2 separate regions of the Mus musculus genome follow, and region 1 is linked to region 2. Evidence: chromatin contacts called from public promoter capture Hi-C data. All regions are on one chromosome and are shown on one strand. Each heading gives the region's core, a stretch centred on a gene start, on an enhancer-like site or on the middle of the called end of the contact. The rest is flanking DNA. Distances are from core to core; before and after follow the strand shown.

What was found. Capture Hi-C pulls out chosen DNA fragments and counts their contacts.
Region 1: a contact with region 2 is called in a promoter capture Hi-C map of adipose tissue. The contact joins two enhancer-like sites. A contact is called at or near these places in 1 of 15 datasets of contacts at CTCF or cohesin (the NIH/3T3 cell line), 12 of 484 Hi-C or Micro-C datasets (the 3T3-L1 cell line, the C2C12 cell line, the C3H10T1/2 cell line and 7 more), 2 of 115 datasets of contacts at active chromatin or transcription factors (embryonic stem cells and fibro-adipogenic progenitors) and 4 of 9 other capture datasets (adipose tissue, embryonic stem cells, liver and 1 more).

What each region holds. Positions count from the first base shown.
Region 1 is chr1:90,795,637-90,799,033 of GRCm38.p6, reverse strand. It overlaps Col6a3 (collagen, type VI, alpha 3), which reads left to right. Exons shown (of 44, transcript NM_001243008.1): 14 at 837-982; 15 at 2,462-2,554; 16 at 3,066-3,119. Among named protein-coding and RNA genes, the nearest start is that of Gm41918, 33 kb to the right of the region's middle. Within about 2 kb of position 1,588, at least 12 of the 459 cell types and tissues checked have an H3K27ac peak or open chromatin away from gene starts, as enhancers often do. A contact at or near this core is called in adipose tissue, where this site is marked.
Region 2 is chr1:90,655,482-90,658,888 of GRCm38.p6, reverse strand. No RefSeq gene overlaps it. Among named protein-coding and RNA genes, the nearest start is that of Gm35242, 8.1 kb to the right of the region's middle. Within about 2 kb of position 1,813, at least 30 of the 459 cell types and tissues checked have an H3K27ac peak or open chromatin away from gene starts, as enhancers often do. A contact at or near this core is called in adipose tissue, where this site is marked.

The DNA of each region.
Region 1 (3,397 bases), core at 339-2,838, 140 kb before region 2:
GTGTTCAGGTGTCCTCAGAGGCTGAGGAGAGCATTGGATCTCTTGGGACTAGAGATACAGACAGTCGTGAGCTACCCATTGTGGGTGCTTGGAACGGAACCTGGGGCATTTTCCAGAGTAGAGCACAGACTTAGGCACTGGAGCCATCTCTCCAGACCCATCTAAGCGCATTCTATTTATTAGCTCATCCTTCCCCAAACAGCGGTGAGGACACTGCTGTGGCCTGACTTTAGATGTGTTAATGCTTCAGTTCTTCCCATGGCACACTTCCAGTCTGCAGGGTCAGAGGTGACGTGGTGTCACAGATGTCACTTCAGCTACTCAGAGGACTTTAGAATCCCAACTCTTCCACAAAGCAAATTGCTTTCATTAAACACATGTAAATTATAGCAAATAGTTAACTGTGAAATTTTCTCTAAAAAGAATGGTATAAAGGGCTGGGGATATACCTCGGATGTGGAAAGTGTGCATAGCATGCATACTTCATGTTCCCACTTTGGTGGTTTGATCCCTGGACCACCAAAAAGTGAGCAACATGGACCAGAGAGACGGTCAGTGGGGAAAGTCAACCACTGCCTAGCCTGTTAACATGAGTTCACTTTCCAAGGGTAGATGGAGAAACTAATTCCTGAAGGTTGTCCTCTGACTGCCCTGTGTGCACAAGACACTTGCATTCCCCTACCACAATGAAAAAATATAGCTGAACAACAACATTCCCCCCCCCCCAATCCCTGCTCCCCCAAATCACCTAACAGAGTAAAACCAGAGTCAGGAAAAAATGAAACCCAGCTCTCCAGTGCCTAGGTGAGGTACATTAAATGGTTCCTTTCTCACAGGTGCCCAAGCCCTGATCCTGGTGGGTCTTGAACGTGTGGCTAACCTGGAGCGGCTGATGCATCTGGAGTTCGGGCGGGGCTTCATGTATGACAGGCCCCTGAGGCTCAACCTGCTTGACTTAGACTATGAACTGGCAGAGCAGCTTGTGAGTCTTTGTATCTTTTAAAGAGTTTTACACACACACACACACACACACACACACACACACACACAGAGAGAGAGAGAGAGAGAGAGAGTTTGAAATTTTTGGCATCTCAAGACAGCAAAGCCAGATATCTTACTGGCCTGGTGACTGGGGGAAGGGCATATGGATTTATCACGGACTCCGTCAAGGCTTGCTTTATTGCTGTATGAGTCCTGAATATGCCATCTGCCTTTCTCCATGATGGAATAGAGAATATGCAGGGAAAGAGATGGAGCCAACTTCTAGGTGAAGTCCTCTCCCTGGCTCCCTTTCTGGGCTCTTCTCTTAGTGAGAGCCGTTGCCTCCTGGGATGGGGAGTTGGGTGGGAGTGTAGCCAGGGATTCTCAGATAGTGTGACTAAGGCTGTAGGAGTGGGAGGGAGTGCTGCCCTCTCTTCCTCTTTCTGTATTAAAAATTGGGGTGTTTTTATTGGGTAGAAGCAGCTTCAGGCTAGAACAGGGGAGAACGCACACAGTCAGCACTAATTCAGTGAATGGCACTGTGTTTGGGATGTGTAAGGTCAGGGGCTTGGCAAGGGAGGGATACAGAGGTGGCTGGTGACCCAGATTGTGGAGGTCCTGGCTCAGAGCCCAGGGCCCCACGTGCTGCCTACCCCTGGCTTCTCCAGGGACTCTCTCAGGCCAGTCCCGATTTCCACCATCCCAACTGTGGCTCAGAGAACCTCAAGGTGTAGATTTCTAATTTAGAATGCTCTTTGACCTCAGGTTGCTTCAATGTGTTGGTTGGATTTTATATTTGAGGTTTGGACATGAGGAGGTTGTCTTAGTTAGGGTTTCATTGCTGTGAAGAGACCCATGACCAAGGCAACTCTTATAAATGACAGCACTTCATGGGGGCTGGTTTACAGTTCAAGAAATTCAGTCCATTATCAGCAAGGCAGGGAAAATGGCAGTGTGCAGGCAGGCAGGCATGGTGCTGGAGAAGGAGCTGACAGTCCTACACGTTGGTCCACAGGCAGCAAGGAGGAGACTGTTACTGAGCAGAGCCTGAGCATAGGAGACCTCAAAGCCCACCCCCACAGAGACACACTTCCTCCAACAAGGCCACACCCACTCCAAGAAGACCACACCTCCTAATAGTGCCATTTTTCATGGGCCAAGCATTTAAACATGTGATTCTATGGGGACCATGCCTATTCAAACCACCATAGAGGTTATACTGAAAATCCAAGCCCTGAATGTCTGTATTAGAAACGTCTGGAAAATGAGCCTAGTCTAGGATAAGAATGACCATAGTTGATTTTTCTTTTCTCTTCCACCAATGACTTCCCACCCTATGGGAAGAGCTGAGTCCTCAGCTGTACCTGGCCTTTGAGGGAGTGGCATGAGGTAGCTCACTGCGGCAGATTAGGACTAATCCCAGACCCTTGGTGGTTCCCTGTTTTCTCTTTTTGATATTTATTTACTTTTTCCTTGGCAGGACAATATTGCTGAGAAAGCTTGCTGTGGGGTTCCATGCAAGTGCTCTGGAGAGAGGGGAGACAGAGGGCCCATTGGCAGCATTGGGCCAAAGGTATGGCAATGGTACTCTTCACACCACAGGTTAGACATGCAGCTCTGACACTATTTGGCTGGGTGACTAGACGGATATGAGAGAGTCAGAAGGACCCTGGCAATATTGCCAATTCTGGGCTCCAAGGTACTTCTCGCTGACCAATATCCCTAGTGTCTTACTGGTGATAGAGATGACCTGCTATGTTTCCCTCTTCCACTGGATGGGATGGTTTGCTCTTTAACATGTGGGTCTGTCATTCCACAAAACAATGTGAAAACCCGAGCATACCTAGGCAGCCTCACGATGTGGGTCAGTGGGACCCTTAGTGGTTACCTTAAAAGTGAGCCACAGCTCTCTGGGAAAAGAAAGAGCCTGAGCTATCCCAATGGGAAGATCATCACTGGATAGAGAGTGAGTGAGTGAGTGAGTGCCATGCTCAGCTCAGGGCAACGCCCACTGTCGAGCAAGGCACTGCTGTGATGCTTTATGCGAAACGCCATGACATGGGGACCCACATGTTTTATTTCAGGGTATCTCCGGGGAAGATGGCTACCGAGGCTACCCGGGAGACGAAGGCGGACCTGTGAGTAAAAGCTTCCCTGCCCCTCAAGTTTTTACTACCTCCTGTTCTTCCCATATGGGGACTGGATAGTGGAGTTTGTAGCCTGTCTGGTGGCCAGGGCGTTCTCATCAGGAGAAAGATTTTTCTCTTAACTTATGTAACTATTTTCCTTTCTTTCCCACACTAAGGACAGAGAGGTTCTTTGAATGTGACAAGTATGTGTGTGTGGAGTGTGTGGGGAGACTTGCTCTGTTTCAGAGTGGAGGAAGGTGAGGTATGGTGTGCCCCGTGCCCACTGC
Region 2 (3,407 bases), core at 564-3,063:
TAGATTTGTAGTTGTTACAAAAGTCATCTCTGCATTCACATGCAGTCATATATACAAGCATAACATGCACACACGCACACGCACACACTCACACACACACATGCTAGATGGCAGATGAGGTAATTGGTCTTTGAAGATTCAAATAAATTTGGCTGAGCCCCCAACCCACATGTGTTGAGAAATCCATGCTGCTCAGGCAGCCTCAGAGTTTGCCTGGGAGGGGGCAGGAGAAGGGGGGAGGGGGCAGGAGAAGGGGGGAGGGGGAGAGGAGGGGGAGGGAGGGGGAAGACAAGGGGGGAGCCCTCTCCCTAATCCCTTCAGCTTCTCAGCTTCAGTTCTTGCCAAATTAGGTCATAGAGTGATTGCTTTTGCATCCCAAACATAGACATGTTCTCCTACCCCCCTACCCCCACCCTAAACCCCAGATGCAAAAAGGCGTGAGTTATTATTCTTTAGCTCATTGTCTTAATCCATTTCCTGTTGCTATGATAAAACATCCTGACAGAAGGAACTTGGGGGAGAAAGGGTTGGTTTTAATTCACAGTTCCAGGTTTGTCCATCATTGTGGAATCAAGGCAGAAGGGACCTGAAGCCATCATGTTCATAGTCAAGAACAGAGAGCAAGTTAATGCACGCATCTCTGCTCTCTCTCTCTCTCTCCCTGTTTCTCTCTCTCTCTTGTAGAGTCCCAGATCCAAAGCTAGGGACTGGTGGCACCCAGTTTTAGCGTAGGTCTTCCCACACCAATCAACATAATCAAGTCAATAGTCAACAATAATCAAAACAATCTCTCACAAGCAGCCTTGGTGTAGACAATCCCTCATTGAGACTTTACTAGGTGATTGTAGATCGTGACAAACTAACCGTTAAGCTAAACATCACATTCATGGGTCACTGTTACCAGTGATCCCAGCTAGGTATTCCATCTGTCTGTGTCTGTCTGTCTATCCCCTGACTACTTATCCATCCATTCACATATTCATCCAGACATTCTCTGGTCTATTGCCTCACTCCGTGCCATACCATCTGTGATGTTTGATATTAATTGGCAGCCTGACATGATTTGTAGTCACCGTGGGAACACTTCTGAATGTGTCTCTGAGAACATTTCCAGAAAGACTTAACTAATCCACTGTAATAGTTTGAATGAGAAATGTCCCCTAGAGTCTTAGACATTCGAACATGTGGGCCCCAGTTGATGGAGGGTTAGGAAATGTGGCCCTTCGTTGCACTGCAACTGCACTGGAGGGGGACTTTGAAGTTTCAAAAGCCACTCTCTATTTCCAAGTCAACTTCCTCTGCTTCCTGTTAGCCCTTCAAGACTCCAGCCCTAAGCTTCCTGCTGCCACGGCTCCACAATGACTTCCCAGAATCAGGTGGGACTTGTAGTCACTTTGGGCCTGAGGATGGCCTTGAACTTGAACAAGTGCTGGGACCACGAGTGTGTGCCACTGCACACGGTGTGTGCAGTACTGGGGATCAAACCCAGGGCTTTGTGAATTCCAGGAGAGCACACTGACAAGTGAGCCACATCTCCAGTTCCCCTTCATTTCTCAAACATACCTTCTTGGAGGCACGTTATTGGTTCATTCCAGTCTGTCCCAGTGACTTCTCTCTAGATGATAATGATGAGATTCTAGATACCACGGACCTTGGACAAAAAGGGCTACATTGGAAAGCCAAACTTTGAATAGCAGGAATCCTCTGGGAAAAAAAAAAAAACAACTCCCAGCTGCATATGTAAGCCAAGGCTGTCATCGGGCCTCAGCCGACCACGCTTCCTCCAGCAGCTGTCCGTGTCAGAGAACATTTGGGCCTCGGCTGACCATATCCCAGCCCTGTACTAGTTACTCAGTAAGACCCTCTTGGGATGTCCCGCCCACCTCTCCTTTCCAAAATGATCCTGTCCCAGAACGAGAAAACATGTTCGGCATGGTAGTATTCTCTCTCTCTCTCTCTCTCTCTCTCTCTCTCTCTCTCTCTCTCTCTCTCTCTCCCCTCTCTCTCTCTTCTGTTCTCACTCTGCCAAACTCATCCCTCTGAATGCATTTTTCTTTCCTCCAGATCAAGGTTTCTGGGGGAGACACCACCCATAATTCAGACAGGAGAAAGGAGTTCCAAAGGGGATCGAGGTCAGAGCTGTGTTCGGTGTTTGAGCCGAGTCCGGCTTCCCATTTCCAGATTCCTCCGGAGGGCCTCTCATGTGATGCTGGCTGGAGAGTCAGCATTTGTCCGTTCCAAGTTCTTTCACTAAACTGCAGCACAGTTCCTGATTTAAAAACCACATGTTACGTGGCATGTCTTCCTCCAGTTTCCACAGAACCCAGCCATGAGCCACCAACAGTGTGGGAAAAACAGTCAAGACATCTCCATTTGGTTTGTGCTTGAGATGGATCCTGAGGCCTTGTGTGGACTAGCCTGGTACCCTACCATTGAGACAAATGCAGTCCCTTAAGGAGGGCTCTCTGAAGAACCTCCCTGGGGAGCCCAGGTCCCTTTCTTCCCAGGTCCCATCCTTCTTCATCCAAAGTCACTTGGCTTAATCCTTATTTTGGTTGTTTACAGCATCGTCTGATAGAAGGAAAATGTTCAGGATGGACCAGAGATGCCCAGAACTCAAAAGCCATCTGAGGATAGCTCTTAAGAACTTTGGGACATTTGTTTGGATGTCACTTTCCCTGTAGTTACCTTATCTCTGTATTTTCTCCATTCTCCTTTTAGACCTTTGAGTGTCTGCACTGGCTAGTACACTAGTGTTCTTACTGCCCTCAGGTATCACAGGCATAATTATTTCCCATTTTTAGGAGAGTAAATAACACCACAAAAGATCACCTCAAACATGGACTGTTCTTTTCCATCCAAACTCTAAGAGATGGACCTACTAAAGTCAATGCTTATACAGGAGTTTAGATGTTTTAGAAAAAACATAGCCACAGAATCTCGGAGAACAGGTGAGCTAGGATTGTCCTGACAGTTTGGGGAGTAACCCCCAGGTGCTCGCTGCAGACTCAGGAATCCCCAGTCCACAGGCTCCTCCTGCATCAGAAGCTGACTCCATCACTGCCTCTCGGCCCTGTCTCCATTTCTCTGGCCCCTGCTGAAGAGTGGCCCAGTGTCTCTGGACCCTCTCGTCCACCACCCTGGCCTTGGACATGGCATGGATCACCGAACCTCACTGCACCTCATCTGACATGGAACGTGGGCTCATATCTTCTTCCAGCCACATTTTTAGGGACCCTTGACCAAGCGCCCCCAAGAAGAAGTTTGAGGGAAATTCATGAGGGCCTGCCCACCATCTGGACTACTTCTGGGTCTCAGAAGTTCTCTGGCCATGTCAGTAGAAGCCAGGGTGGGAGGACTTCTTAGTACACTTCCCAGTTACAACCCTTCAGCATGGTTCTTGGCCC